Regions from separate parts of the Mus musculus genome. Here regions 1, 2, 4, 5, 6 and 7 are each linked to region 3. The links are chromatin contacts, called in public Hi-C, HiCAR-type and HiChIP or PLAC-seq maps. All regions are on one chromosome and are shown on one strand. Each heading gives the region's core, a stretch centred on a gene start, on an enhancer-like site or on the middle of the called end of the contact. The rest is flanking DNA. Distances are from core to core; before and after follow the strand shown.

Region 1 (2,700 bases), core at 110-2,609, 430 kb before region 3:
TGAGGAAGCATTTCTAGTGACGGGAGGGAACAAAGGGCATGAAAGGCTTGCCCTCTCTGGACCCGTATACCCCAGAGCTGCAGCAGCAGTGTCCTTTCCTGGAAATGCCCCTTGGCATGAACTATAGTAGGTGTTCACTATGCACCTGTGTATCTAGTTCAGCTGTCAGAATGCTTGCCTCGTATGAGCAATGCCTTGAGTTGTTCCCAGGGCTGCGTATACCAGGTGTGGCAATTGTGGGTTTAACATCGGAAATCCTGTCTATAAGGAGCTGCTCCTGACCTAACTGGGTCTGCTGGTCACCCTCCCCACATCTCCCCTTTTCCATCTGGGTCAGAAGAACAATGTGGGCGTGAATCTTGATTCTAGTAAGCAGAGCTGTCTTTGTGTGGCTAAAACAGATTATTTGAAACTGGGTAACACATCAAGACTCGGGCGTTTGTTTGTTTGTTTGTTTGTAAACTAGTTTTGGAGGCTGAGAAGTATCTTTTCAATTTGTGGTGAGGGAAAGCCTACAGGCCAGATGTGTGTATAAGATAGAGGACATAGCCCTGTCTCCCTTTATAACAACCTGCTCTGTTGGTAGCTGATCCAGCCCTGACGGAGGAGACACTGGTTCACTCTTGAGGGTCTTTGTTCCCATGACCCGAACATACCCCAACATGTCCCAGCACTGAGGACTTAGTAAACTCTTGGGGACACATCTGAACCACAGTATGGACCTTATCCTTCTCACGCATGGAGGGCGAATCTCTTAGCTTCTCTGAGCCTGGGTTTCCTCATCTGTACAGAGGAGAGTGGCCATCTGCGTCCTGTGATGCTGTGAGGATCTGATGAGTGAGTGTGGATGCTACTCCCTGCAGAGCAGCCACAGGGGCTCAGAGGATCTCTCATTACTGACAGTTCTCACACAGGAGTCAAGACTACAGGATGTGTGCCCTAAGAGTTAGTTTTACTTCCTCTTCCTTTTGCATCTTCTTTTCTTCCTTTGCCTCTCGGGCACTCCCCCCTGCTCTCCAACTCTGCCCTACTGATTCACCCGCTCCCTGGCCAGGACACATGATGCTGTTTCTTCCACTGTACATTATTCATTTCTTGGCAGGCAATGCTGTGCTCATAAGAATTAACATTTGGGTTTTATTTACTGGCTCCCAAAGTGCCAGGATAGCATGGGGGATTCGGTTGCACAAACTCTCTTGATGGGAAATCAATGACAAATTGAAAAGGGGCAGGGGGGCCTGAGGATCAAACAGCATATTATTCCAAATCCTTGTTTGGAAACTCAGCCCCAACTGATTTAGTGCCCAAAGTGGTGGTGGGAAGGGGCTTGGTCTCCTTGGTCCCTCCCTGACCACCAAACTGAACAGTTAGACCCGTTCCCAAGTCTTACACGAGATTAGTCACAGGATATTTCCTTTTAAATCCAATGGAATGTTTTCCTAAATCAGACAAGACTTTTCCAGTGTTTATGGCTGTTTTTCTGGAATTCCTTTTGGCTCTAGGGGGGATTTTAAAATTAAATACATTTCCTTTTGGTGACCCAAGGGCCTAAGTGGAGAGGGATGAGACCCTAGATTTGGGCCAGCAGTAACTTGTCAAACTTATTCCAAGAAGACTCCCCCATTTGGCCAGCCTTCTGGAGCACCTGCAGCTTGCTATGGTGGCCAGGCCAGGCAGCTTATCCCTGCAGGCTTTCCTTCTGTGATCTGGCCTGCTGTTTACCACAGGAAGCAGAAGATGCAAGATGAATGTGCTGTGGAATTAAAGTGAGCCTGAGCCATTTGGAAGAGAGGTGGAAGTGTCCTTCCATAGCAGCAGGGCCTCCTCTCTGCCCGAGTCATGGCTAAACATGTGGAATTCTTGGCAAAGCACTGTGGTCAAGAGGTTGCAGGAGTCTCCTGGAAGGGTGGGCTGCATTTGATTTGACTTCATGAAGATGAACGGCTGAGAAGAGTGATGATTAGAAATGATGAAGATGTGGTCATGCCTTAGAGATGGGGTCATGCCATGGAGATGTGGTCATGCCATGGAAATGTGGTCATGTCTTGGAGATGGGGTCATGCCATGAGCATGGTTAACTGCCCTGTTTACAAACACACTGTTCTCCAAAGGCCTCAATGTCTTTCCAGAAGAAGAACAAACTCCTAAAGGGGTAATTTTCCATTATTATAACTTCAAGTGAGTTCTACATTAATTAAGAATTTCTGTCTCTTGGGCAGTGGTGGTGCACGCCTTTAATCCCAGCACTTGGGAGGCAGAGACAGGCCGATTTCTGAGTTTGAGGCCAGCCTGGTCTACAAAGTGAGTTCCAGGACAGGCAGGGCTACACAGAGAAACCCTGTCTCAAAAAACCAAAAAACCAAACCAAAACAAAAAAGCATTTCTGTCTCTTTCTTTGCTCACCAAAACCACAAAGCAAAACAACAAGAAGCATGGATTCGACTAAAACAAGATTACATTTGAAATCTAGTTTCAGGAACTAATTAGTTATGTGTGCTTGAATAAGTAACTTAATGTCACCTGTTCTAGTTCAAGTTTCTATTGCTGTAATGAAAAGTCATGACCACAAAAACAAGTTGGAGAAGAAAGAGTTTATTTGGCTTATACTTCCACACTGTAGAACATCATTGAAGGAAGTCAGGACAGGAACTCAAACAGAAGCCCATGGAAGGATGCTTCTTACTGGTTTGCTCTTCATGA
Region 2 (2,700 bases), core at 87-2,586, 460 kb before region 3:
TCCATTGTACCAGCCAAGACAGACTAAGTCGTGCTAACGAAACAACAGCTTCCCAGTGCGGGAACACACCCTAAGAAACATAACGCTTTTTCTCGGTTTTTATTTGTGGACATACTCCAAGTCCATCCCATATTGGTAGCGGGAATCATGGAGCCAAGTAGACTGATGGAGCTACCATCATATCAAATAGTCCGAATTTCAAACAGCCGAGGAAAGAATTTCGGATGTCTAGCTTCAGATGTGAAAGGCACATGGGTCATTTCTGCGCAAAGTCATTGGTCAATCTAACCACAACCGGAGTGGGAGGAGCTGTGTCTGGAGGAGGGTGTTCATTCTCTTTACTCCTGTCCTCTAGTACTAGCTGCTTCATTCTATCTTCCGGAAGGATGTTCCGTAACCCACAGCCGGCTTTCCTGGAAGATGTAGTGTTCTTCCTGGGGATATGGGGATGGGAGAAACAGACAGCCTATATAAACTCCAGAGCTAACCACAGGAAGCCCCGGACCAGCTACATGTGCGCTGTGGACCCCGCTCTGACACTCGGGACCGGGCACCCTTTTGAGTTTCTCCCTTTTTGAGCTATGGGCCCAGCAGGCCTGGGGCAATGTTTCAGGAGAGGTCTCTAATTTTTGTATCTAGCATCTGCTTCATGCCTAAAGAAGTAGAGTTCTTGGACCCTGCTGTTGACCCCCGGGGGAAACTAAGTAAGCAGTTTGATACCCCATTTTTCTTAGTCCCAGGCTCTCTTTTGTGTTACATAACTGTGGTTGTCAGGTTCAATCTGATTATTTCGCTGGGTAGACTAGCAAGCGTTTGGATGAATTGTCCCTTGCCCCTAAGCTCAAATGCTCATATTTTCAGTTCAGTGCGCAGAAGGCCCTCACAGGGTCCAATCTGGGTTTCTTTTTCCTTTTCTTTTTCTCCCTCCTTCCTATTCTTTCCCTCCAGTAATATTCACAGCATTTCCCATTCTCTTTTGGAAGCAGTCTCAGTCTGTAGCCCAGGCTGGCCTCGGACTGGCGCCAGTCCTCTTGCTTCAGCAGCATTCATGCTGGGATTACAGATGACACAATCACGTCCGGCTTTCCAGTTTTCTGTTTCTGTCATAATTTATCATCCTGTTTCCCAACCCCTTCCTTTAGAGACCTGGTCCCTGTGGATCTATAACTTCTAGGAGAGCTGGGGAGTGGGGGTGGGGGTTGAGACTGTGTGTACCAAGTTCAATTTCCACACCTTGATGGTTTTACCCAAGGCAGCCTCCATGGGCGGGCAGAGCAGGAGTGGGTGGGCAGACCTGCTCATTCATGGCTCTGTGATTGCGAGTGTGCAACCCTGCAGCCCTGAGTCACACTGACAGATCGCCTGTCTGGACTTTGTTTATTTAGAATGCTGCAGACACCCAGAGGCTGAGGATGAACAAGCATCCGAATGTTATGTTGTCACAATGCAGTCTCCTTGGGCATATCAAGTGCCAGCTCCATCTAGAAACCCAAGGGACCACAATCTGGACTCCCTAACCAACAGGTACAATCATTTCAGATCAATATTTTAGTGTGGTATTATCCAGTTTGTGATCAAAGCTTTCAGAGGCTGAGAGGAATTCTCATGTCCAATCTGGAATTCTTAGAGCCTCAAGTCCTCATCAGGACAGGCTGATCTGTAGGCATGTTTGGGTTCTGTTGCTTTTTTCCTGAGCTGGGTCCAAGATGTTGCCCTAGATGTGAGAGCCTCTCCTTGGCAGACTTTGACAGAGCATGCTGTCAGAAGAGTCCTAAGAATTAAAAGAGGGTTTTCTTGTGTTCTTTTCAGGAAATAAATGTAAAAGATTCAAAACTGTGTTCACACAAATTTTCCTCTGCTGATGTCCAGCTGGGGAAAGATGGGAGAGGAACAGAGAGAGAGAGAGAGAGAGAGAGAGAGAGAGAGAGAGAGAGAGAGAGAGAGAGAGAGAGAGACCTGGGCTTGATTTGCTAAAGGATGGAGCTGGGGACCACCTTGCTCTGGCCTGGAGGTGCCACAAGATGGCAGCATTTCTGAATCTTCTCAGTGCTCAGGGGGCCAGCCTGCAGGGCACAGGGCTGCCTTGGCCTGACCTGTCTTCCCTGCATTAAGAAGTATTAAGAGGTCCAACCAGAACATCTGCTTGAAGGGCTGGATATCCACAGTCCAGCTCTCTCAACAACATCAACTCAGTGGCCATGTGGACCCTACATTGGATTGACTTAGTTTTTTAAAGAAACTGCCTTTTGGCCAGCTGTTGTACAAAGCTAAGGAACTCTGGGGTGCATTAGGAAGCACAGCCTTTGAGCCTCAGTCTGGGCACTGAGGGCTCCATCAACTGTCTGGCATCAAGGCCAGAAGCCCTGCTCTTCCAACCTCCAACACCAGGATCTAACAGCCTAACAGGCAGTTTTGTCAAGGCAACCCTTCTTGGTGTGTATCCTGGACAGCTTACTCACTTACTCGCTTGTAAATCAACATTCATTTGGCAACTTTTGAGCCAGAGTCTCCAGGGAAACAGAGTAAAGCTCTTCCATCATGGAATCTGCATCTCGGATGTGCCGCTGGAGGCCAAGTTCATGAAACTTTGTTGCGAAGGGTCTTGTAGGGTGATGACTGGGACTCTAGAAGCCTCCATCACCTTCTAGCTGAGCCTCTGCGTCTGTTTTCTGAGATGTTGTGTGTGTTATTGGAAGCAAT
Region 3 (2,700 bases), core at 162-2,661:
GCGGGGAGCGCGGTGGCACTTACGGTTCGGGCGGTGGGCGAGAGCGATCCGTTGGGGAGGTAGGGGCTCGTCAGGTCGGGGATCATGATGAAGGGGTAGCCGGGATACGGTGGCCCCTTAAAGAGCCCTCCATCTTGCCTCTTGGCCGCTAACATGGCGGGGCGGCGGAGGGGACGGCGGCGGCCGCGCGGCGCGGGAGAGAGCGGGAGAAACTTTTTAGCAAGTGTCCCCCCGAGGGCCCGCGCGCGTCCCCGGGGCCCGGCCGGCGCGGGAACTCGGGTAGGGTGGGTGGGGAGTGGGGCGAGGGCACCCGCCAGGCCGACCCCGGGGAGGGGGAACGCAACCGCGCGGTTTTGGGGGCGCGCGGGGCGCACTCACCTTCTTCCAAACTTTCCCGGGATTTATCTCGGAAACTTTCGGAGCGAGGCGGAGGCCGTCTTTCCGCCTTCCCGGAGGGGCGAGGTGGGGAGGGCGAGGGGCGATAGCCGCGCCGAGGGGGTGCGGGAAGGGAGGGTCGGCGGAGAAAGGGGTGCAGAAAAACACGGTTACAAGTTTTCGCAGCCAGCAGCCCGGGCCACCGTCCGCGCCGCCCGCAAGCCCGACCCGCCTCGCCTCGCTCGCCTTCCAGCCCCGCTCTCCCGGCCCTGGAACCGGCTGGAGCCACCCGCCAGCCCGAGGGGCTCTTCCTACCTCGGAATCGGAGGAGCTGTTTTGATTCGTCTCTGATTCATTGACCAGCGAGGACTTGACATCGGCTAAATCCCTTTCCGCCGAGGAGTTTTCCGAGTTCTTCTCCTCCTGCTCGCCTTCGTCTTTGAAGGAGATCAGCTCGTCGTTAGCGCCTAGGTCATCTCCTCCACCGCCGTTCAGCTGCGGCATTTTTCACCCACCAGCAGCAGCAATTTTGGAAGAAAAATGAAGGAGGAAAAAAAGCAAAAAAAAAAAAAAAAAAAAAAAAAAAGTTTTGCGAGTCCCCCCCAAAAAAATACTGCAAGAAAAAGACGAGTCCAAGGTTAACTTTTTTTTTTCCTGCTTTGGGGTCTTTCTCTCCTGGGGAGGGGAAAAGAGGGAGGAGGGGAGGGGAAGGGGGGAGATCTTCTGCACGCGTGAGTTTGGGTTTCTTTTTTTCTCTCGTTCCCAAGGATCCGATCAATGTGCAAAAAAAAAAAATAATAATAAATAAAAAAGGGGGTAAAAAAAACAACAACAACAACAAGAAGAAGTCAGATATAAGAGCAAAGGGGGGGGAAGCCGAAGACACCGAAGGATCTCGTGCCGCTCGGATTTGAGTGAGTTGAAGTTAGACTGAGCTTTTCAGTTCAAAGGCGGCGCTGATTGACAGATAGAAAAAGGGGGATCGAAATCCGGAGGAACGGAGTAGTCTGGGAGCGGAGATTATTGACAGGGCGAGAGGAACACACTCGCCTTAATGAGATGCCAGGGGGCGGGGCCTCCCCGGTGACGTGTGCATAAATAAACAGCCGGGGTGGGCGGGGCGGGGGCGGCCAACAATGATCCTTTGGGCGCCGGGAGAGGGAGCGGGGCGGGCCGGGGCCGCGGGAGGCGCGCGGGGTGCGGCCTGTGCTCAGCGTGCGAGCCGGGCGCCCGGACGGTGCGGGCCTCGCTCCTGGAGGGGGCGGGTTCCGAAAGACAATGCGGACCGGGAGAGGAGGGGAAGGGGGTGGCAACCCAGTCCGGAATCTGAGCCGGGGAAGGCGGAAGGAAAGCCCACTTGGGGGGCGGGGATGGGGAGAGGCCCAGAAAAAGTGTTAGCCAAGAAGTCCTGAAGATGGGGTCCAGGAGGGGAGGACTATGGGACACAAGGACGGGGTGCTCAGTGGTTAAGTCCCCGATGAAGTCGGCCGCACTGGGGCGGGAAAAGACACGACTGGTCCAAAAGAAGGCTTACCTCTCTTGCTCTGAGAGAACCAGGGGAAGCAGAGAGGCTGGGCCATCTACAGGGAGGGTAAGGCTCCCCTCCCTTGGCTTGTTTAATGACAGTGAATCATGTCATTCAATGTAAAGTCCCACTAGGTTAAATATGCCAAGAAGGCGTTTTATCCAAGAAAACAAATTGTCTGGGGTATTAAAAATATCCTTAAGGAAAATGTAAAGGTTTTTTTTTTATTTTTTTAACTGACGTTGGAAGTAGGAAGTGATGTAGGATCCAAGTCCTTTGGAGGTGAAATGTTTGGGCGTTAACAGCTGCAGGGAAAAATAAAAGTGAAAGTTCACCAAGCCCTGGGGATGAGTAGAGCTGGAGTTTTTCTCCAAAGGGGACTGAGATGAAATGCCCTAAGGCTCTAGATGCTGAGGGCCCTGACAGGAGAAAGTCACCAAAGCTGGCCCAGAAGCCCTTGGGAAGAGGTGGGCAGCCTGGGAGTTGAGATGGGTGTTTGTTGGTTATTAGGCTCCAGTGAGGGCAAACCGATTTGCTATGAGGTGGTGGAGAAAATTATGTTAAAGGAGAAAGGTGGATCCCCAAACCGTGTTTCTGTCTGGTAGACTCAGAAGAGCCTTTCCCTTGCAGATAACCAATGAGAAGTGGACTGGGACGTCCAACGGGCAAGAGGAAGCAAAGAAAAAAGAAATCAGAAAGAATGAGTCAGTGGGGACTGGCAACTGCCATTAGGTGTGATGTTATCCTGAGGTCCACCACGTATTAAATTAACCCACCCTCCCCTTTAATAAGCTCATCTG
Region 4 (2,700 bases), core at 25-2,524, 480 kb before region 3:
TCATATCTAAGGACCGGGCCATCCTGGTGTGGAGTTCCAGGTAACAAATAGAACCATTTAGGGTTTCAGTCTGTGAGTCCAGCCAGTAGTGCACATGCCCTGCAAATGCTAGTTAGGCAGGGGCACGCTTGCTCCAGGGTAACCTGAGAGCCATGCCTCTGGGACTGATGGAGCCTCTACTGCAGACCCAGCGGGAAGTAGCTCTGTCCCTGCAACCCCGACTGATGATTCCAGTGAAAACACATAGTAGCTTCATGCTGGTCTGTAGCTGGTGGTTCTTAAATTCTAAGTATTTGAGTTACTGAGGCAGGGGGACTGCAAGTTGAAAGCCTGAGCAACTTAAGGATACCTTGTTTTAAAAATAAATCTATAAAGGCTTTTAAATGATGGTGGGGGGTGTGATAAGGCTCAGTGGTGATTGCCAGCTTGTATAAGAGCCTGGGTTCAAGGCCCAGTGCCCCCAAAATAAATGGTAAAGATATTGGAAAGGGATTGGACACTTTCTACAAAGCAGACAGATGGGCCGGCTGGCTGGTGCTTCCAGGTTAGAACTCCTGAGTGTGGGGAAAGGAGATCTTTTCATCTTTCCTCTGAAGCTCCGTGTTCCAGGAGGTAGACTACCAGCCCACGGATATGGTCAGTTACTCGCCTCACCCTGTTTTCTTACTGCAAAATTAATCTGGCCTATGAACTCCTCGGCCGGCATTGGGAAAAGTGAGGTTGGGAAAGCAAAGCACAAACCCAGACCCGAATCTTCAAGGTTGCAGACGCAAAGATTATTATTATATATTTTTAATGTGTTTGGTAATGCTCTAGAATGGTTGAGAAGGCTAAAACCGCATGAATAACGAACGGTTCTCAGCCACTCTGGGGCATTCAGGGTAGCATTAGTCAGTGTGGTATGGGCTGGCCACACGGTAGGTGAGGTCCGGTGCTAGGGTCTGTTTAAGGGCTGGATTTGACTCTCTACCTGCAGCTCTGAGTTTGAGCTCCAAGCCTCCTCTGGGCTTTATCCCCTTAGATGTAGACAATAGCTCTGCTGGGCTCTGTGAAGAACCAAATCCTAAGGGGAAAGTGACCGTGTGAGCAGGCAAGCTGAACCCTGACGCCAGGATGAGAGAAAGAGCATCCCACAAGCAACAGGCCACAGGGTCACCAAGCACCGAATCTCATGTGGCCACACCACAGAAAGAACACCTTGCACACAGTCCCCAGTTCCAGGCTAGCAGCTGTAGCAACCCAGGTAGCCCTTCTGAGCGCTGGTCTCCTCTGCTCTCTGTGCACCTCCACAGCACAGCCATGTCGGGAATGTCAATCAGAGAAAGGCCAAAACAACAACGCAACAAAACAAAAAGCCAGGCTCGGCTCCCCAGCCTGTGATTGAGCCCTCAAGGGTTGCCTGCTAATCACCACAGAGGGAGAGAAGTTCCCGAGCCCACGCCAACCCCACTGCTCGAGTGCAGACACAGAAGTGCCTCCCCACAAGCACACTGGATCCTCTCGCTTTGTTCCCTAGAGCTCAGACTCCAGGGCTGCTCGGAAAGATCTGGGAGCTTGCAGAGCATTGTGGGTACTGGCATGCAAATGAGGAGCACAACCAAGCCGTCCCACATTGCTTCAGAGGACTTGAATTTTTTATGGTCTGTATGCGCTTTTTGATGTTTTCATTGTCTCCCAGCATAACTGATATGCATTCCGACTCTGACAACCAGGAGTGGTGGTGGGGGTTTTTCTTTCTTCTTTTTCTTTCCTAGGAGCTGGTCGTCTATACCTCAAAAAATTATGTATGTATATTATAAGGAAACAAAACAGCAGCAGCAACAGTAGCAACAGAAAACCTACTCCAACGTATGGAGGCTACCTCACTTACAGGAGCACAATCTAGAAAGAAGGAAACTGGAGGTAGTGGGCCTGGTTCTTAACGTAATGGCGGTCAGTGGGGAAGAATCCTTCCTTATCCCCACCTCTTCACATGTCTGCACTTGCTTAGTAAAGTTGGACACACAGAGAGAAAGACACATAGATACATGCACAGAGACACATACAGAATCACACTGACACACACACAGAGACACATACACACACAGACACACACAGATACACACACAGACACCCACAGACACACGTACAGATACACACAGAGACACATATAGCCAAACACAGAGTCATACAGAAACACATTTAGACACACACAGACACATACAGACACACACAGATACACATGGACACACATACACACAGAGAGACACATAATAGACACATGCACAGACATACAGAAACACATAAAGACACACAGACACATACAAAAACACAGACATACAGAAACATATAGACACACAGACACATACAAACACACAGGGACACACACAGAGACACACACACAGACACATAGACATACAGAGACACACAGACATACAGAGACACATATAGATACAGACACACAGACATACAGAGATACATATAGACACACACAGAGACATACAGAAACACATACAGACACACAGACACATACAAATGCACAGACATACAGAAATACATATAGATATACAGACACATACAAACACACAAGACACACACAGAGACACACACAGATACACACACAGACACACACACAGACACATATAGACACACACAGAAACACATATTGACACAGACACATACAGACACACATGGACACACACACACAGAGACACATACAGA
Region 5 (2,700 bases), core at 163-2,662, 370 kb after region 3:
ATTCCTACTAAAAGCCTTCCTAATGCAGTGATCCCTTAATACAGTCCCTCATGCTTAGTGACCCCCCCCAACCATAAAATTGGTTCTTGCTATTTAATAACTATAGTTTTACTACTGTTATGAATCATAATGCAAATATCTGATATGCAGGATATTTGATATGTAACCCCAGAAGGGCCACAGCTCACAGGTCGAGAACTGTTGCCCTAAGGGTGTCTCTAGCTCAGCAGTCCTGTGGCATTATCTTTCTTCTGTATCCATTCCTCCTGTTTTCCTTTACTCAATAGCTAGTGATGTCCTGCACATGATACTCTAAGATAAACACAGGAAAATGACCTCGGACTTTCCTTTACTTCTCCAATCTGTCAAGTAGCAGGCTGTAGCAATTAAACCCTGATGTTTTAGAGTATCTACCTGGGCTCTTTAATGTATTTCAAGGATGTCTGTTAGCAATTCCTTCTTCATAACTGTGGCTATCACACATTTTATCCTTTTTTTAAAAAATGGTATGAATTACATTTGGGAGATACTTCTAGAGGAAGACTCGTGTTTTAAGGGAGAGGTAAGTCTAAGTCAGCAGGGAACAAGTTTCACCTCTTCATCTAGGGAAGAAACAGAGCCTCCTTCAACCCCATCTCAAGTAGAACATCACAGCTACAGAAGAGTCACAGCCTAAGATGTAACTGATTTCAAAATAACAATCTTAAAACCGAAAGAAAATTCATTCGGCAAAAGCCAATGTGCTATGGGAAAATGCTAAGCAACTCTACGCTACCAACTTTAGAAAGCAATACCACGTTCCTCTTTAATTTCAAGTCTAGGAACATCCCCTATCTGCTATAACTACCCTCATGAGTTAGCTATCCTGTTTTGATTACGAAGGAGCAGAAAGCCCACTGTTTCATATGAGACAATACACGCACATATTTCCCTCTGTGTGACTTGCAGACCCCAGGAATATGGATTACCTCTGCTATCTGCATGAAAAAGCTTTGCTACAATCCTGGCATTCAGGTTGCTTTTATCTCTGAGACCCCAAATTGTACTGTTAGGCAACCGAGGGCACTTATCCAGATTGAACCGTCAGACAAATAGATGTTTGTCAGCCATTCAATTTGTATTGGGGAGTATGCCAACAAAAACAAAACCCAGCAATTTAAAACAACAAATCCACCCTCTACTGACAAGAACAAATTGCTGTGTTTCAAATGAATAAGAATTACAATAGATCACACATCCTGAATGGAGGTGCTTCAGAAAGAAAAATATTCTTAGAACTAATATTGCCTGTTTTTTTTCTGGCAGTAGTGAACATCAAGCAAGCATGCAGCATGCTTAAAATGAAGAAATATAAGAGAACAAGCAGGAATTAAATGTCATCAGAGTACAGCTCTCCAGCGAGGTTCAAAGGCAGCATTCAGTGGCTACAGGAGGTGACATGGTGCTGTATTGTAAGCTTGTTCTCAGCCTGTGGTCTATCTAGAAATGGAGCTGCTGCTGCTGCTAGCAAACAATCAGGGGAGCGGGACCATCATTTTGAGCCTAAACTGACTCTAGCTCTGTATTTTCAATGTCCACAAAAACAAACAAAAGCTTTAGTGAACTGACCTCACTACAGTTACAATGTCTCAGACAACTTGGAAGCATGTGCAGAGGTGATTTACTCAAAACTGATGTTAATCCTAAATATTAAAGTGGTTAATAAGCAATTACATACAGCAACAAATCTTTAGGAATAAAACGAATGTTTATTTCCCTAGCAATAATCTGAGCAGTTTAGCATCTCGCTCTACGGTGTCCCTTACACCACATCATTATTCAGGATCTATTGCAGCTGCTCCTGCATTCTGGATCTAGTGCAGCTGCTCCTGCATTCTGGATCTAGTGCAGCTGCTCCTGCATTCTGGATCTAGTGCAGCTGCTCCTGCATTCTGGATCTAGTGCAGCTGCTCCTGCATTCTGGATCTAGTGCAGCTGCTCCTGCATTCTGGATCTAGTGCAGCTGCTCCTGCATTCTGGATCTAGTGCAGCTGCTCCTGCATTCTGGATCTAGTGCAGCTGCTCCTGCATTCTGGATCTACTGCAGCTGCTCCTGCATTCTGGATCTAGTGCAGCTGCTCCTGCATTCTGGATCTAGTGCAGCTGCTCCTGCATTCTGGATCTATTGCAGCTGCTCCTGCATTTTGGATCTACTGCAGCTGCTCCTGCATTCTGGATCTAGTGCAGCTGCTCCTGCATTCTGGATCTACTGCAGCTGCTCCTGCATTCTGGATCTAGTGCAGCTGCTCCTGCATTCTGGATCTAGTGCAGCTGCTCCTGCATTCTGGATCTACTGCAGCTGCTCCTGCATTCTGGATCTAGTGCAGCTGCTCCTGCATTCTGGATCTAGTGCAGCTGCTCCTGCATTTTGGATCTAGTGCAGCTGCTCCTGCATTTTGGATCTAGTGCAGCTGCTCCTGCATTCTGGATCTAGTGCAGCTGCTCCTGCATTTTGGATCTACTGCAGCTAGCCCTGCCTCCGCATTCTGGATCTAACTGCTCCTTCAGTGAGACTCAGTTCTGGAATTGAAGAAACATCAACTACTGTGAAAGAAGTCATTAAACATGGGAATTCAGCCTTTCACACTTGAAATAGAAAATGAGTTTCCAGGGCAACAAATTCAACTATGTCCATATAGTTAGTTTTATTATATAAAACTC
Region 6 (2,700 bases), core at 108-2,607, 430 kb after region 3:
AAATCTGAGCCCTTAGAAAAGAAATGTCAAGAAAATCAGACAAGGCTCCCACCTTCCCACTGTTGACAACCTAGCATGCAGGGTAATACCTGGAGGATGCTGAATTGTAAAAGTGAGCAAAGTTGTCCTGTACGAAGTTTCATATAAAACTGGGTTATAGATACCCAAGAAAGATGAGAATCACAGAATCAGGGCAGAGGTCTGAAAAATAGGAATCCTAACAAGAGCTAAGACACAGGGCTTCACAGCTGCGTATCAGTTAATCTTCACAACCGCCCTGAGAGAGGTACGAGTCTCTCGAACCAAGAAGGAAGTTTTGAAGGATAACGAAAACTTGCCTAGGAGACAACTTCTAAGTGGCAAGGGTTAGACTTGAATTCAGGCATCCTAGCTCGTCATTCTAGTGTGCCACGAATAAGGATAACAGAATTATTGACTAAAACGACAACGCTGCTGCTGCATTTACAGATCCACAATCTTGATACTTTCACACAGTTCCTTTGAATACTCATATTTTACAAAAGATAAAAAAAGATAGAAAAAAAAAAAGAAAAGGAAAAAAGAAGAAATCAAGATGCAGAGCAATGTTTCCAAGGCTATACAAGCTTTTAAAAAGCGGTGGGGTAGGAAACAGGCGCCACCCCCCCAAAATGGTTTCCACGCAGAAGGTGCTTTGCATTTGAAGCACATTTAATGCCAATCACAACCTACTACCCAGAACGCACCCCTCCCCGGGCCGCCAGCACCACCCACAGCAGCCTCGCGCCAGCGAGCCCCGCGTGCCCAGGCGGCGTTCCGCGGCCCCCGGCTCTCCAGGCCGCCCCCGCCCGGCCGGGCAGGGTACTCACCGGGAGGGAGCCGAGGGACCCTTGCAATCTTGCTGGTGATCTCAGCAGTGAGCACTGCGAAGTCCTGCTCGTACCCTTCGAAGTCGGAAGACATGGCAGCTCGGGCACGGCCGGCCGGAGCCGGGTTCTAGCGCTCAGAGCGGGACTCGCCAAGGGCGCCCGGCCTCGGCGCAGGGACCCTGTGAAGAAGTCTCCACAGCACAGCGGGAACCGGGAACAACTCCCAGCCCTGCCGCTTCCTGGTTGCTCTACGCAGTCCTTGTCCTCCGGAAACTGCGCTGCCTGCGCCTTTTCCTTTCCACCCAAATCTTCGAACGTAAAACTAAAGAAAAAGTTCACTTTCGGTGACCCCTAAAAAAAAAAAAAGACTACGAAAGCCCACATGCTCTCGGGTATCACAGAATACACGTCCCCCACACTGCAGCTCCAGAGAAACGGCTGGAGCGCCCCCAAACTCTAAGTTGCAGGCGCGGGCTTTCCGAGGGAAGATTGACGCCGCGCACCGACCGGAAGTGGCTGTGGCGGAGCTTGCGCCGAGGACCCGAGCGGGAGGCTCACGGCGGCCGCGTGAACCAGAGACGCGCGGGTCCGAGTTCCCCGCGCAGGTCTCGCCGTCAGGGTTCGCATTCGGCTTGCTCAGACTGAAGCGCTCATGACAGAGCTATAAGGAGGAGAAAATCTGTTCCGCTGAGCCCGGGCCGTCCCGGAAATGCGATGGCTGTGGAGCGGGCACCGGAGACCAGACTGAGGTGGGAGTCACCGCAGGGGGTGCAACCCGCTTACGAGGCGGTCTTCGCCTCGACCTAGTCGACCCAGCATCTCCAAAATATCGAGCCCAGACCTCGCTTAATAAGACGTTTGTCCTGTGAGTGAAGATCCCAGAGCATCCCGCACCACTACATGGGCGGGAAACTGAGGCAGGCACCGACCGGGCTGGCGCATCTGCTCCGTGGGAATCCGTTACGCATACGTCATACCCATGTGTCATAGGTCTTTTCCCGGCTCATTTCACTCCATTCAGAACTCAGGTCTACAACTATTCCCCGTGCGTGCCTTCTTCCCTTCTCCCTCGGCCCCGGAGGGAATTATCCCCCCCCCCCCGCCCGCTTAAATCCACTCTGTGCTCGTTCTCGTGCACTGCTTCAGTTGTGATTTTTCGCGCACACACATGCGGCCTTCTCGTTTTAATCTCACCCTTCTTCCTGTACCTTTAACCCCGATCGATTGCTAATGTTGGCGCTTGGGAGAACAAGTGCCCAGTTATTAATACACAAAGTATTATATGCGTAGAGCATGTCACAGTTAATTCACAACTCGTTGGGAGGCAGTTTAGAACGTCCTAAAAAAGAAGTTTGGTGCTTCTATTCTGGACTTAGCTGTTACTTGTGACCTTGGTCGGTCGATATAATCACAGTCTCTCTAAGCCAGTTTCTGTTCTAGGAAGAATTAGATACGTGATAATTAGATAAGACCCTGCTTCTCAGCTCCCTAAGTCTTTGTTCTCTCTAACGATCCACTAAGCTAGGAGTAGTCGATCCTTTCTGGCACTTTGAACAGAAGAGGAAAACTGTTTAATATGTCCGGTTTTCGTGCACTTCAAGCTCGGACTGTATTCTGGATAGGTCCAAAGTAATTATTTTTGTTCTCGATAAGAGGTGAACTCCACACTAGTGTGCTTTCGAGGTGCTGAGTCAAGTGCTCCTTGGAGTTAAATATTAAATAAATGGCATATGGACTTTCTAAACGGAGTTTTCCCATCTTGTTTTCTTTAGGCTGTGTTTCAAATCAACCTATATTCTCCTGTGAGATACAGAGTTCTGGAGGCCACAACTGAAAATGACATACCCCACCT
Region 7 (2,700 bases), core at 16-2,515, 490 kb after region 3:
AACCCTTTAAGAGCATCTTAGGTCTAACCAGTGTTTATAGCTCTGAAAAGAGACCCAGCTTCATTCGGCCTGTATCTCCATCTCTTTGGACTGATTCCTTAGCTCTTACCATCAGAGGGAGTCAAAACTCAGTGAAAATCAGGGTTAACCCCCCACCCCCACCCCCCAGCCCACCCCAGGGAGCTATGCCGCCACGTGCTCGGGTCTGCCAAAAGGTCTCTGCTTGTATTCCACCCCTTAAGAGAAAGTCCCTCCCTGTGTCCTCTTCCTCCTTCCCCTCATCCCTCCTGATGCAGAGGAGCCCTCCACTCCCAGGCAGAGAGAGCATGGCGCGCACACGTGGAGGCACAGCAAGCTTTGAATTCCAAGCAGCTTCCTGAAGTGGGCAGGGAGGAGGGATTTGGGATGCCTCTGTCACGCGTGCAGGAGCCCCGTCCTAGGATCACACCCGGCTCCAGATCCCTTACCCTGGGAAGGGCCGCACGCACGCCTTGGAGCTTCCGAGTGAGGCTTTCTGGCTCCGGCTTCTTGCTGGCAGGAGAGCCTCGGTCCTCCCTTCCTCACCCCGGGCTTCTCCGCGGGCAGGGTGACTTCAGAGCGTCCATGCAGGCAGGCAGGCAGGCAGCCTGGCTAGTGGCCCCACTTCTGCCCTGCCCTGATCTGTCCCAGCCAGGCCATAGCCGGGCTTTCTGACATGCTGGTGCTGGGGACTTCACTTCCTGGTTTGGCTTTTTTTTCCCTCCTCCTTCACAACTGAAAGTGGAACCGCTTTTGACTAGGAGGAGACAGATATCCAAAGCTACCCTAGCCGGTTTTCAAAGCCTTTAACCTCAATCCCCAGGGGCTGAAACACGAGCCACCTTTGCATCAACACAGTCCACCTGCTCCCGCTGGTCCCACTAGCTCTTCTCCAAGATGAAAATCCAAATGAAAACGAGTTGAGGTGGCCCTGGGTTCATTGCCAGAGAAACGGAGGTGACGTTGTTCCCCGCTGCGTTCGCAGGACAGGAAAGTCCAGCTAGAGGGACCTCCGCCCTTAGGTTAGATGCAGCACGACTGTCTCTTTCTCTGTGTAGCTCCTTTCGCCAGTCCCCAGACCTCCCTGATTCAAAAAGCCAGGCACCTCTGCACCTCGCAGAGACAACAGAATAGATAAATAAGCCAGGAACCACGGGGGCAGAGAGCCATTCAGTTGAAGTGGCTCCCTTTCCGCAGACACACCAGCTCAGCTCCGGCTCTCACCCCGCCAAGTTTAAGGATGAAATGTGTTCTGTGACCCCTCTTACACCTCAGCATTATCCGGGTTCACAGTTGTCTTAATCGATCACCCTTTGAGGTTCTGGTCTCCCAGGGACACAAGGAGACCTCGGTCTCAGAATTGGAAGAGAGATGACAGGTTCTGCCCCCTCCCTCTCCCCCACTCCCGCTGCAACCTCACGACACGCAGAATCAAGTAGCATTTTCCCGGCCTTGATCCCTCCAAGGATTGACAGGAAGTTCAAGGTGAAGACTTCACTAGAGTGCTAGCCTACCTTAGGATTCCTTCTTTGTGCAGAGAGCACCCCATACCCACCCACCCCTGCTATAAAGACCAGGAAAAACAAACCGGTGCCACACCTCAGAGACCTGCAGGTCTGACCCCTTGGGAAGGACGGATAGAGGTGCCTCTAGCTTTTGTTTAATTTTGGAGCTCAGCTTCCCAGGAGACTTTTCTCCCCCCCCCCCCCGGCGTCCCCCCCCCCCCCAGGAAAACCTCAGGTGGGAAAGTGCATGCCAAGCCTCAGATGTCTATCTAGGATATCTATCTCTGGTTTCTAAGTCCTGTTTTATCCCATCTCCCATAGCAGGAGCACACCAACTAGTCTAATTGTTGTTTTTGACGTCATGGATCTCTAGAATTAAGTGTCCGTTTCAGCAAGGGCTGGGTCATTCTAAGATCTTGTTGTCTTGTCTTTCCATCCAGTTCCACCGCATGGTAATGACACTCTAAATGTTTCCCACATGGGGAGGATTCTGACATCGCCCAAGATTTCTATACGATGGAGCAGACCGTAGAGACAGACTAGGTCAACTATAGCTCTACCACTAGCTATACTAGTGGGTTAGGCATACTACTCCCCTTATAGGAGATGCTCCTAATGTCACCACATACCCTGCCTTTAGGATGCTTTCCAGACCCTAAGAGTGTCACAACCCGGAAGTCCTTCCTCCCTCCGGAGACATCAACAATTGTTAAGTGGCTCCTCTTAAGAATTTCTGAATGGAAGATGAAAGAAACCTGCATCCTTGCTCCAACTTTACCCTTTACAAAAGGCTTTATACCCTCACATTCTCTTCCAATTCTTTTGATTTTTTTTTCCTCTTCTAAGAGTCAAGTGGCTCAAATGTTTTCCTTTCAAATTGACATCTTTCTTTGCCTCCCACACAAGTGAGCTGAGAGATTATCACCCCTGTTATGAAAGAGCTTTAGTCAGGTTACAGATGAATACACACTCACTTTCTCCCCCGCCATATCTATCTACTCCCTCTAGCCCATAGGCCAGAGAAGGCAGCTTACCTCTTGAGAATGGTCACAGCAGCTAGGTTGAGGAATGGCTTCTCTTGCAGCTAGCTCTCTCTGTTCAGCACCACATGAAGCTGCCTCTGCCTTTCCACGCTCCAGGACGAGGCGCACCTGAAGCCACCGGATCTTGCTCTGAG

What was found. Hi-C and Micro-C count contacts between places; a contact is called where the count stands out from the background. HiCAR-type assays count read pairs that join an accessible place to other places. HiChIP or PLAC-seq counts read pairs in DNA pulled down with a chosen protein or histone mark.
Region 1: a contact with region 3 is called in a HiCAR-type map of fibro-adipogenic progenitors, with 3 times the contacts expected there. The contact joins the enhancer-like site here to the promoter of Tcf7l2 in region 3. A contact is called at or near these places in 9 of 39 promoter capture datasets (the 3T3-L1 cell line, 3T3-L1-derived adipocytes, cranial neural crest and 5 more) and 7 of 115 datasets of contacts at active chromatin or transcription factors (bone marrow-derived macrophages, craniofacial prominence, embryonic forebrain and 4 more).
Region 2: a contact with region 3 is called in a Hi-C map of 3T3-L1-derived adipocytes, with 5 times the contacts expected there. The contact joins the enhancer-like site here to the promoter of Tcf7l2 in region 3. A contact is called at or near these places in 13 of 39 promoter capture datasets (the 3T3-L1 cell line, 3T3-L1-derived adipocytes, the HPC-7 cell line and 8 more), 1 of 15 datasets of contacts at CTCF or cohesin (the NIH/3T3 cell line), 5 of 484 Hi-C or Micro-C datasets (3T3-L1-derived adipocytes, the N1E-115 cell line, adipose-derived mesenchymal stem cells and 2 more) and 11 of 115 datasets of contacts at active chromatin or transcription factors (the NIH/3T3 cell line, acute myeloid leukemia, bone marrow-derived macrophages and 8 more).
Region 4: an H3K4me3 HiChIP or PLAC-seq map of embryonic limb bud shows a contact between it and region 3, with 5 times the contacts expected there. The contact joins the enhancer-like site here to the promoter of Tcf7l2 in region 3. A contact is called at or near these places in 9 of 39 promoter capture datasets (the 3T3-L1 cell line, 3T3-L1-derived adipocytes, HPC-7-derived erythroid cells and 6 more) and 9 of 115 datasets of contacts at active chromatin or transcription factors (the NIH/3T3 cell line, bone marrow-derived macrophages, craniofacial prominence and 6 more).
Region 5: a contact with region 3 is called in an H3K4me3 HiChIP or PLAC-seq map of forebrain, with 5 times the contacts expected there. The contact joins the enhancer-like site here to the promoter of Tcf7l2 in region 3. A contact is called at or near these places in 14 of 39 promoter capture datasets (the C10 cell line, the HPC-7 cell line, HPC-7-derived erythroid cells and 9 more), 1 of 15 datasets of contacts at CTCF or cohesin (the NIH/3T3 cell line) and 15 of 115 datasets of contacts at active chromatin or transcription factors (the NIH/3T3 cell line, bone marrow-derived macrophages, craniofacial prominence and 10 more).
Region 6: a FOXA1 HiChIP or PLAC-seq map of pancreatic cancer cells shows a contact between it and region 3. The contact joins the promoter of Zdhhc6 here to the promoter of Tcf7l2 in region 3. A contact is called at or near these places in 10 of 39 promoter capture datasets (3T3-L1-derived adipocytes, the C10 cell line, cranial neural crest and 5 more), 6 of 484 Hi-C or Micro-C datasets (CD4 T cells, double positive thymocytes, embryonic stem cells and 1 more), 11 of 115 datasets of contacts at active chromatin or transcription factors (bone marrow-derived macrophages, double positive thymocytes, embryonic forebrain and 6 more) and 3 of 9 other capture datasets (adipose tissue, liver and macrophages).
Region 7: a contact with region 3 is called in an HNF4G HiChIP or PLAC-seq map of pancreatic cancer cells. The contact joins the promoter of Acsl5 here to the promoter of Tcf7l2 in region 3. A contact is called at or near these places in 1 of 39 promoter capture datasets (the 3T3-L1 cell line), 1 of 484 Hi-C or Micro-C datasets (regulatory T cells), 3 of 115 datasets of contacts at active chromatin or transcription factors (bone marrow-derived macrophages, pancreatic cancer cells and thymic regulatory T cells) and 1 of 9 other capture datasets (adipose tissue).

The regions. Positions count from the first base shown.
Region 1 is chr19:56,168,305-56,171,004 of GRCm38.p6, reverse strand. The region is part of intron 1 of Gm31965 (a long non-coding RNA gene); the gene reads right to left. Among named protein-coding and RNA genes, the nearest start is that of Gm32028, 8.1 kb to the left of the region's middle. Within about 2 kb of position 1,359, at least 44 of the 459 cell types and tissues checked have an H3K27ac peak or open chromatin away from gene starts, as enhancers often do. A contact at or near this core is called in 3T3-L1-derived adipocytes and fibro-adipogenic progenitors, where this site is marked.
Region 2 is chr19:56,201,292-56,203,991 of GRCm38.p6, reverse strand. No RefSeq gene overlaps it. Among named protein-coding and RNA genes, the nearest start is that of Gm32028, 25 kb to the right of the region's middle. Within about 2 kb of position 1,336, at least 28 of the 459 cell types and tissues checked have an H3K27ac peak or open chromatin away from gene starts, as enhancers often do. A contact at or near this core is called in 3T3-L1-derived adipocytes, the N1E-115 cell line and the NIH/3T3 cell line, where this site is marked.
Region 3 is chr19:55,740,521-55,743,220 of GRCm38.p6, reverse strand. Tcf7l2 (transcription factor 7 like 2, T cell specific, HMG box) reads right to left here and starts at 1,411. Exons shown (of 15, transcript NM_001331146.1): 1 at 691-1,411; 2 at 379-445; 3 at 24-148. The coding sequence starts at 879. It overlaps Gm31734 (predicted gene, 31734), which reads left to right and starts at 18. Exons shown (of 3, transcript NR_168128.1): 1 at 18-59; 2 at 629-1,012; 3 at 2,531-2,700.
Region 4 is chr19:56,219,750-56,222,449 of GRCm38.p6, reverse strand. No RefSeq gene overlaps it. Among named protein-coding and RNA genes, the nearest start is that of Gm32028, 43 kb to the right of the region's middle. Within about 2 kb of position 1,274, at least 25 of the 459 cell types and tissues checked have an H3K27ac peak or open chromatin away from gene starts, as enhancers often do.
Region 5 is chr19:55,368,288-55,370,987 of GRCm38.p6, reverse strand. The region is part of intron 3 of Vti1a (vesicle transport through interaction with t-SNAREs 1A); the gene reads right to left. Among named protein-coding and RNA genes, the nearest start is that of Vti1a, 54 kb to the right of the region's middle. Within about 2 kb of position 1,412, at least 6 of the 459 cell types and tissues checked have an H3K27ac peak or open chromatin away from gene starts, as enhancers often do. A contact at or near this core is called in forebrain and oligodendrocyte precursor cells, where this site is marked.
Region 6 is chr19:55,314,693-55,317,392 of GRCm38.p6, reverse strand. Zdhhc6 (zinc finger, DHHC domain containing 6) reads left to right here and starts at 1,357. Exons shown (of 11, transcript NM_025883.4): 1 at 1,357-1,597; 2 at 2,621-2,700. It overlaps Vti1a (vesicle transport through interaction with t-SNAREs 1A), which reads right to left and starts at 1,336. Exons shown (of 8, transcript NM_016862.4): 1 at 849-1,336. The coding sequence starts at 942.
Region 7 is chr19:55,251,934-55,254,633 of GRCm38.p6, reverse strand. It overlaps Acsl5 (acyl-CoA synthetase long-chain family member 5), which reads right to left and starts at 1,265. Exons shown (of 22, transcript NM_027976.2): 1 at 468-1,265.